Linked DNA regions of Sus scrofa: region 2 is linked to region 1. The links are chromatin contacts, called in public HiChIP or PLAC-seq maps. All regions are on one chromosome and are shown on one strand. Each heading gives the region's core, a stretch centred on a gene start, on an enhancer-like site or on the middle of the called end of the contact. The rest is flanking DNA. Distances are from core to core; before and after follow the strand shown. Region 1 overlaps LOC100736982 (myosin-13). Region 2 has its middle 69 kb from the start of MYH2.

Evidence for each region. HiChIP or PLAC-seq counts read pairs in DNA pulled down with a chosen protein or histone mark.
Region 2: a contact with region 1 is called in an H3K27ac HiChIP or PLAC-seq map of skeletal muscle. The contact joins two enhancer-like sites. A contact is called at or near these places in 2 of 5 promoter capture datasets (fetal skeletal muscle and liver), 24 of 47 Hi-C or Micro-C datasets (alveolar macrophages, brain, embryonic fibroblasts and 14 more) and 1 of 2 datasets of contacts at active chromatin or transcription factors (skeletal muscle).

Annotation. Positions count from the first base shown.
Region 1 is chr12:55,080,752-55,085,221 of Sscrofa11.1, reverse strand. It overlaps LOC100736982 (myosin-13), which reads left to right. Exons shown (of 35, transcript XM_021066284.1): 14 at 538-847. Among named protein-coding and RNA genes, the nearest start is that of GAS7, 110 kb to the right of the region's middle. Within about 2 kb of position 2,556, at least 3 of the 83 cell types and tissues checked have an H3K27ac peak or open chromatin away from gene starts, as enhancers often do. A contact at or near this core is called in skeletal muscle, where this site is marked.
Region 2 is chr12:55,344,569-55,349,232 of Sscrofa11.1, reverse strand. No RefSeq gene overlaps it. Among named protein-coding and RNA genes, the nearest start is that of MYH2, 69 kb to the right of the region's middle. Within about 2 kb of position 1,627, at least 5 of the 83 cell types and tissues checked have an H3K27ac peak or open chromatin away from gene starts, as enhancers often do. A contact at or near this core is called in skeletal muscle, where this site is marked.

The sequences.
Region 1 (4,470 bases), core at 1,307-3,806:
CTCCGGCAAATGGGATTTCACGGAGGCTTCCTCACCTAGGCGTGATCAAGGATCGACTCCGTCTCCAGCGCCTCTCCCCTCCCTGGAGGATGGGGGACAGGGGGCTGAAAACCCCAAGCTTTTCATCATGCCTTGGTCTTCCTGGTGCCCAGCCCCCCTCCAGGAGCCCACCCAGAGTCATCTCCATAGGAGAAAAGACAATCCTAGCACTCTTATCACAAAGGAAATTACTAGGGCTTTAGAAGCTCTGAACCAGGTACAGAGACTTATATATGTACTTTTTTTCTATTATCTCACAGTGAGCTACATGTATATGACACAGTGTCATTCCATGTTCTTTTGTTCAACAAACATTAAATAAGCATCTACTCTATGACTAGTATATTCTGTCGTCACGCCAAACACACGGCACTTACATCCCACTGTTCCTAGAAACACAGTGACAGCCCCAAAGGCCTTGTCCTTGGCTCCTACAGGGGATGGAGTCCCCGGGATGCACTAGGAAAGGCTCACGACAGTCTGTTGTCCCCCTTCCAGCCCATGGGCATCTTCTCCATCCTGGAGGAGGAGTGCATGTTCCCCAAGGCCACAGACACCTCCTTCAAGAACAAGCTCTATGACCAGCACCTGGGCAAGTCCAACAACTTCCAGAAGCCCAAGCCTGCCAAAGGCAAGGCCGAGGCCCACTTCTCCCTGGTGCACTACGCGGGCACCGTGGACTACAACATCGCCGGCTGGCTGGACAAGAACAAGGACCCCCTGAACGAGACCGTGGTCGGCCTGTACCAGAAGTCTTCGCTGAAGCTGCTGTCCTTCCTTTTTTCCAACTATGCTGGTGCAGAAGCAGGTGAAATTCTTCCCTCCCGCCCCCACCCCACCCCGCAGGAATCCCTGTGTAATTACTCGTCACTCGTGAAGAACCAGTCGTGGCACATGAGCTTCAGGTTGAGCTTGATGGATGTGTCTGTCTCTGCTCTCCGCTGTTCTTTCTCTCCCTTCTATTCTTTCTCTTCCTAAGAGATGGACTTCTAATCATATGATCCAGCTATTTCACTCCTGGGTATATATTTATATATCTAAAAAAAAAAAACCCAAAAGCACTAATTCGAAAAGATACATGCACCCCAGTATTGCTTGAGAGCAGCATTATTTACAGTTGCCAAGGAGCAGAACGACTGAAGTGTCTATCACCAGACAAATGGATAAAGAGGATGTGGTACATACACTCAACGGAATACCACTCGGCCATAGAAAAGAGTGAATTTTTTTTCTTCTTTTGTCTTTTCAGGGCCACACCCATGGCACATGGAGGTTCCCAGGCTAGGGGTCAAATTGGAGCTGTAGTTGCCAGCCTACACCACAGCCGCAGCCACAGCAACGTGGGATCCGAGCCACACCACAGCCTACACCACAGCTCATGGCAATGCCGGATTCTTAACCCCCTTAGGGAGGCCGGGGATCGAACCCACGTCCTCGTGGTGTTGTTCCACCACGGAGGGACAACAGGAACTCTGAAAAGAGTATAGCCACTTGGATGGACGTAGAGGGCATTATGCTAAGTGAATAACCCAGACGGAGAAAGACAAATGCTGTAGGATAGCATTCACAGGAGGAATCTAAAAATACAACAAACTAGTGAATAAAACAAAAGAGAAGCCAACTCACAGACAGAACAAACTCGTGGTTTTACCACTTTAGAGGGGGAGGGGAGGAGCAGTACAGGAGTAGAGGAAGGGTTATTATGGGATTATATGAAATCATGTGAGTAAAGTGTATTAAAATTATAAAGCATTATAAAATTTAAATGAATTTGCATTCAATAAAAAATAATTTTTTTTAAGTAACAAAAAATTCTTTGAGAGATCGAGTTCTACAGAGATCAACAGCACTTTCAGTGGATGGACGAGCCAATACCACACTCTTTAATAGTTATTTTTACTGAGATATTTTCATATAGCATAAGATTCACCCTTTAAAAATTCAGGGTTTGGGGGGAGTTCCTGTTGTGGCTCAGTGGTTAACGAACCTGACTAGCATCCATGAGGATGCAGGTTTGTTCCTTGGCCTCACTCAGTGGGTTAAGGATCTGGTGTTGCCGTGAGCTGTGGTGTAGGTCACAGACGGGGCTTGGATCCCAAGTTGCTGTGGCTCTGGCGTAGGCCGGTGGCTACAGCTCCGATTCCACCCCTAGCCTGGGAACCTCCATGGGCCGCAGGTGCGGCCCTAAAAAGACAAAAAGGAAAAAAAAAAGGAAAAAAAATTCAGGGTTTTTTTTAGTATATTTGTGGATTGTGCAACTATGTAATTTGAGAATGCTTTCCTCACTCCTGTCACCCTCTGGCAGTCACTTTCCACTGCCAGCTCCTGGCAACTGCATTTCTGTCCCTGGGTTTTGCCTATTCTGGGCATTTCATGTAAGTGGAATCGTATATTACATGGTCTTTTGCGTCTGGCCCCTTTTGCTTAGCTGACTGTCTGTAAGGTTGGTCCGTGTTCTAGCAACTGTCAGCAATGCACTTCTTTCGACCGATGAGTCATATTCCTCGGCACGGATATTACCCGCTTTGTCTGTCCACACAGCTGAGAAGCCTCCCATTGTCTCCGTCTGGGGGACTGTGACTAATGCTGCTCTGAACATGTTATACATGGGTTTCTTTGTGGATTGCGGCCAGTTCTTCAGCGTATCTACCAAGGAGTGGAACTACGGGGTCATATGGTGACTCTAACTTTTTGAGGAACTTCCAGATCGTGTTTCAAAACGGCTGCACAAACCCGTATACTTGTTTAGATTATCTTTACGTATATTTAAGTATTTGCCAAAATTGGGTTTAGAAATCATGGGCTAACTTAAATGCACCTATTTAGCAAATCCGTGCTTTTAATTTATACAATAGAATCACTCATTAGAGTAATTAGATAATTTTAAAAAATCAATGTCTAATGTTTGGGGCAGTAGAATATAAAAATGCGCATAACTTTAAACCTGAATGATGAGCACCACCTTCTTGGAGTTTCATTAGGGTGTCTGTAACTGCCTTGCATAACCTCACTCGGCGACTGATGCCAAGATCCAAGCATAAGCCCTGGGGTAGGCGTGAACCTGGGGAAGTGGCTTTCATGCCTCTCCCCACTCCTCCAAACACGAGTTCACGCTCCACCCTGGGGGCCATGAGGGGGGAGTGAGAGGAGGATGGGGAGGGGGTGAGACCCTGCATTTCCCCCAGGACTGAATCTTGATGACATGTCCAGGCTAAATCAAGCTATTCTGAAAAAGTAGACCCAGTATATCATGATGTCAAATGAAGCTGGGCTATTCCTTTTAGACAAGGGGAAAAATGGATTTGTAGGATATCCTGAGACATTCCAGTTAAAAGGTTTTCAGTCACTTTCCCATTAAGAGATAAACAGGGACTCAAGAATTTTATTTTGTTTATTTTGTCTTTGGGGGGCCGAACCCATGGCACATGGAAGTTCTCAGGCTAGAGGTTGAAATGGGAGCTACAACTGCCAGCCTACGCCAGAGCCACAGCAACTCGGGATCCGAGCCGCGTCTGCAACCTACACCACAGCTCACGGCAACGCCGGATCCTTAACCCACTGAGCAAGGCCAGGGATCGAACCCGAGTCCTCATGGGTACTAGCTGGGTTCATTAACCACTGAGCTACAACGGGAACTCCCGGGTCTCCAGAATTTTAAAAAGGTAAACTCATGAAAGAAACCACACTCAAACTGAGAGGACCATTTCAATCTCGCCAACTGTTCAGTGGGATTTCAAGTCTGATTTATAAAGGAAAAGATTCTCCTTGGATACAGAGTCTAAATTATGCTCCCAGTCAAATGCCACCCATATTCCAACCCACCCGTTCCCACAGTGATAAAACTCAGTGTTCCCAAATCTGAGTAGTTTGGAGGCATTTTAAGAAACAGAAAAACAGAAGTGGGCAAGCAAACAAACCAAAAAACCCTTGGCTCTCCTATGTCAAAAGAAAACCAAACTCTCATTTCAGGGCTTGAAGGAAGTAGTTTAGAAAGACCAATGCTGACAGAAGGGGGCACTATTAGTGGGGATGTAAATGTGCACAGCCACTGTGGAGCACAGTATGGGGATTCCTTTAAAAATTAAAAAAAGAGCTCCCATACGACCCAGCAATTCCGCTTCTAAGCATGTACCCAAAGGAAATGCAATTATCCCAAAGTGGGTGTATCCCCACGTTCACTGCAGCATTGTTTACAGTAGCCAAGACACAGAAACAACCCAAAAGGCCATTGATGGATAAATGGATAAACCGATTTAAAAAAAAAAAAGGTGACATATGTATTATACACATGCACACACATATTATTCAACTATAAAAAGGAATGAAATCTTGCCATTGGCAACAACAGAACTGGTCCGTGAGGGCTTTATGCTATGTGAAAGAAGACATAGACAAATCCTGAATAATCTCACTTATATGTGGAATCTTAAA
Region 2 (4,664 bases), core at 378-2,877, 260 kb before region 1:
ACGCACCTCATTCCAAAGCAGGCCCTGCCGAGCGCCCCCCTCCTCCGTGACCCCAGCAGGAGGGGAGGAGGGGGCATCAGACCGGTTGCCGAACTCCTTCCCCCTGCGCTCAGCTCACGCTCAGCTCATGAGGACTCAGCCACAACAAGAGGAGGCGGGCGGGTCAGGCTTCCTTACAGATGCGGCAGAAACAGAAGCAGAGGTGGGATTCCCTCTAGAGCCCCACTCCCTTCCACCCCACAGCGCCGCCTCCGCCTCCGGGGCAGCCCGAGCAGAACTACCTCCGGGAGGGGGCTGGGCCAAGGTCCCTGAGGCCTCGACAGATACAACCAAAGCGGACAGGGCTTGCTTTCTGACTGTGGCCTGTGTCTGTCAGCAGGCCTCCCACTAGAACCCGTCTCTGGCCACCAACTCGGCCCAATTCAGAGGCTCCCCTCAGGCCACGTGACCAGTGAGTAGGGACGCGGGGGCCTGCTCCTGGGCAGTAGCTCCCAGTTCTTTTGCACGAGAGCCCCAAACAGGAGGGCAAAACAGGGCAAAGGTCCCTGTTTCCCACTAACTTCTTACCACCTCCAGATTAAGGGCCAGTTCACGTCACTTTTCCTTCTTCTGAAGAGCCTCACTTAAAAATTTTTTTCCCAGTGTTTAGACACAGAACTTATTAATTTCCCCCCTGTAATTCTCATACTCACCAGAAAACTCTCTGAATTCTTTACTGAGCCTCAAATCTCTTGGCACTAGACTTCCATTTTTCATTACCTCTTATAATTTTTTTTTCCCTGGGGCCGCTCCCGCAGCATGTGGAGGGTCCCAGGCTAGGGGTCTAATCAGAGCTATAGCTGCTGGCCTTCGCCACAGCCACAGCAGGATCCAAGCTGCATCTGCAACCTACACCACAGCTCATGGCAACACCGGATCCTTAATCCACTGAGCAAGGCCAGGGATCGAACCTGCAACTTCATGGTTCCTAGTAGGATTCGTTAACCACTGCGCCACGATAGGAACTCCACCTCTTATAATTTTTTAATTGCACAAGAAATACATGCTCAGGAGTTCCCGTCGTGGCTCAGGGGAAACAAATCCAACTAGGAACCATGAGGTTGCAAGTTTGATCCCCGGCCTTGGATCCAGCGTTGCCATGAGCTGTGGTGTGGTCACAGAAGTGGCTCGGATCTGGCATTGCTGTGGCTGTGGCCGGTAGGTGCAGCTCCGATTGGATCCCTAGCCTGAACCTCCATGGGTGCGGCCCAAAAAAAAAAAAAAAAAAAAAAAAGCAAAAAGAAATGCTCGACACAGGACTAAAACAATCTATCTGTCAATGCTGAAGGGCCGGGCGCGGGGACGGCAGACTCCCTTTATTTGGAGGCGATGAGATCCTGATTTATGATTGGTGGGGCCCCCTTCTTTAGGACACGGAAGGGGCTCAGCTCTAACTGGAGCAACACGTCCTCAGGGTGACAAACCGCTGTGGTCCGCAGGCCCTCCTGCTGGGGAGAGCGGCCTTGCCCTTCTCGCCTGGTCACCGCGACAGCTGAGCGCTTTAACAAAGCCGAGTGTACCTAGACGTGTGGGCTGAGGAGGCCGCCCAGAACACGGAGTCTATGCCCGCCCTCCCAGGAATCCTCCTGCTAAAACCAGCTGAGGCTGAGGGTGCCTGCGGCTGCTCGCCGGGGCCAAGCCGGGATCTGGTTACCCTGAGCAAGGCCAAGACATGCCGGAGGCCCTCGTGCGCCTGGTGAGGGCAGCTGGGCCCAGGAAGGCACTGATTATTTTTAGCTAAGTTGTTTCAAGCTTTCCGTGGCAGTGAGAAGCAAGAAGCCCCGTCACCTGGGCATTTGGGGGCCTTCTCCATGTTTTAGCAAATGAGAGGTGGCCCCAAGGACCCCTGAGGAGGCCCAGGGGAGCAGGTGACAGAGGCCCATAGGTCACCTTCACCAAGAGCCCAGCTTCCAGACAGAGGGGCATCTTAGATAAAGAAAATGGACCATTGTCGTCCACAGAGGGTTCCTCAGTGACCCAGAGATTCAAAAATAAATGAGACAGAACCTTGAACCTCAAGGACAATCAAAGAAATCTAAGTACTGAGATAATGATGGAAGAGAAAACAGAGGAAACTGAGGAAGGTGACAGGGTGACACACTTTTAGAGTCAGAGACCGAAAGAAAGTCAATCCCTTTAGCAGTGAGCCACTGCTCTGTACACAGCAGGTGCTCAGCATGTGCTGAACTGAACTCCCAGTAAGAAGAGAAAGCGGTGGGGGATGCTGTGTGACCCTGGGGAAAGCCAGTTCTTCTGACCTTCTGCTCTGCGTGTCACCAAGAAAGACGTCACGACAACCCAGCAGCCGAGACCCACGGATGTGGGAGAGGTGCTAACAGGCACTGGGCTTGCGTGGCTTCCTGAAGCAGCGGGTGTGGGCATGGCTGGGCACGGGTCGCAGGGGCTCGGAAGCCTGAAGACAGAGTCGAGTAGCAGAGGAGGCCCTTGGGGGTGAGGCGCTGCCGTGGGAAGCCGGTTTTGAGGCTGCACGTCTCAGGTCTCTGTTCCTTTCTGTACCAACTCATTCACCTGTCATTTACAGCTGCCCACTGCGTGCCCAGGGACAGGAAACAGGCAGACAGAAGTCCCCAGGAAAGCCAGGCCAGGAAGAGGGAGCAAGAACTCTGCTTTGAGGCCCCAAGGCTGAGGGCGGGTGGCAGGCCAGACATTTCCAAATACGGCTCAGCCTCAGCGTGGGGCCGGATTAGCATCCGCAGCAGCTGCGCCTATTTCGGGCCTGGGGTCTCAGCCCCTGGGGAGCAGGTGTGGGGACGTGAAGAACAGGCGCTTACGTGGGTGTTTATTTGGGGGCGCCCTGGCCTCATGGCCAGGGGCCAGAACCAGCCCCCAGCTGGAGACCTACCATCTCCTCCTCCCGTCTCCCCTCCACCCCCAGGCTTGCTTGGGAAGCCCGCAGAGTGGAGCCCAATCAGGCCCCTTCTCGCCACTGCCCCGATGCCCACAGCCAGGTGGTGCCCGACGGTGCGGATGCATAGGCCAGACATCACAGTTCTAAAATACACTTCCCAGATCATTCCTACGCCAGCCCACAGGGCAGCGAGGACGGGATGGCCACTTTTGGAAAGGAGTTTAAGAGGACACGAGTTTTCACCTGTTCAAGGGATTTGCCTTGAGTTCCACAGTAAATCCAGCCCACGAGAGGGTCTTAGATCACGAGTGACCTATAGATACACACCGAGTCGAGGTGCTGTGGCCACCATCAACCCCCCATGGCCAAGAGCGTGCAGCCCGTGGGCTCATTCTCACCTTGTGAGTGGCTCCATGGGACGAGGACATGGGCCTTCCCCAGGGGGGAGCTGCTTTGGCCTTAGCAGCGCCTGATGCAATCAGAGGGAGCTTTAAATAGGGTGTCTCCCTGCCCCCTGCTTCTCACCCATCTCCCTCCCGAGGGGTCAGAGTGGCACCCACGGCGCTGCCCCCAAGCCTAGAATCAGTCCTGTCAGCAATGAGGGACCCCCAACAGTGCCACAAACCGGGATTCAAACTCCTAACCCACGGCGCTGCCCCCAAGCCTAGAATCAGCCCTGTCAGCACTTCTGAACCCCAAACAGCTCCACAAACCGGGATTCAAACTCCTAACTCTGACCCCAGAACACTCCTGCTGCCCAAGTGGCTTGGTGCTGACACCCCAGTGACGCCCGCCCTGTCCTGCCCGTAATTCTGAGCAATCTACTGTCTCCGTTTCAGTGGCTGGAACTTGGGTTGAAGATGAAGAGGGCTTTTGTTGTGGCTCCAGCCACATCTCTGTAAGGAAACATCAAGAGCAGTTCTACGTTTTAAATCATCCTGAGCTCCTGAGATAAAAACAGTTTAAATATTAATCATTCCAGCAAAAGGCAGAAGCAATTTAGACAGGTCTCCTTCTGCCTCTCATGGCTGTACTGAAACCCTTCTTGGGTTTTGCAGGCTGGTGACAATGGAGACATGGGAGGTAGGGTCCACTCAGGTCCAAAGCCATCTGCCCCAAAGAGCACAAGTTCAAGGCAGCCAGAGTCACAGCCAAGTCCATTCAAGTTACCTGCTACGGCCTCGTCCTCCTGAGTCCTCCTATTTGACACGCACTAATTTGTCACTGCTCTGTCCAGACACCATCGGCTGAGCACACACGCCCGAGACCGACCCTCCACCTAGGTGCCGGTTGGTCGCAGCCCACGGAGTGGCCCTCCTCTGCTCCTCCGGCCCGGCCCTCCCCCAGGGCCACCTGCATGGGTGGAAATCCTAACACATCCGGGCCTCTTGGTCCTCTGCACTCACCAGTGGTCCCGCACACGTTCCCAGGGGCACGCTTTTACTCCGTCACGTGCCCAAAGCTGCCTTCCTCACTCTGCACCACAGTTCCTACCCCAATAGCTTGTATTTTGAACACATACACACACACGAATTTAGTCACTGGAAGTGCGAGGGGTAAGAAACTCTGACCAGTCTCGACACTGCTTACAGTTTCTCTCACCAGCCTGGGCAGCTCGCTCTCCAGGTTTCAGGTCCTCACCCAGAAAACGAGCCATCAAGAACTACCCCAAGGTTCCTAACCCAGCTGGACATCAGACTGCCTGGTGTACTTTGTAAAAACACACAGAATTTAGCGTTCTACCCCAAAGAATCTG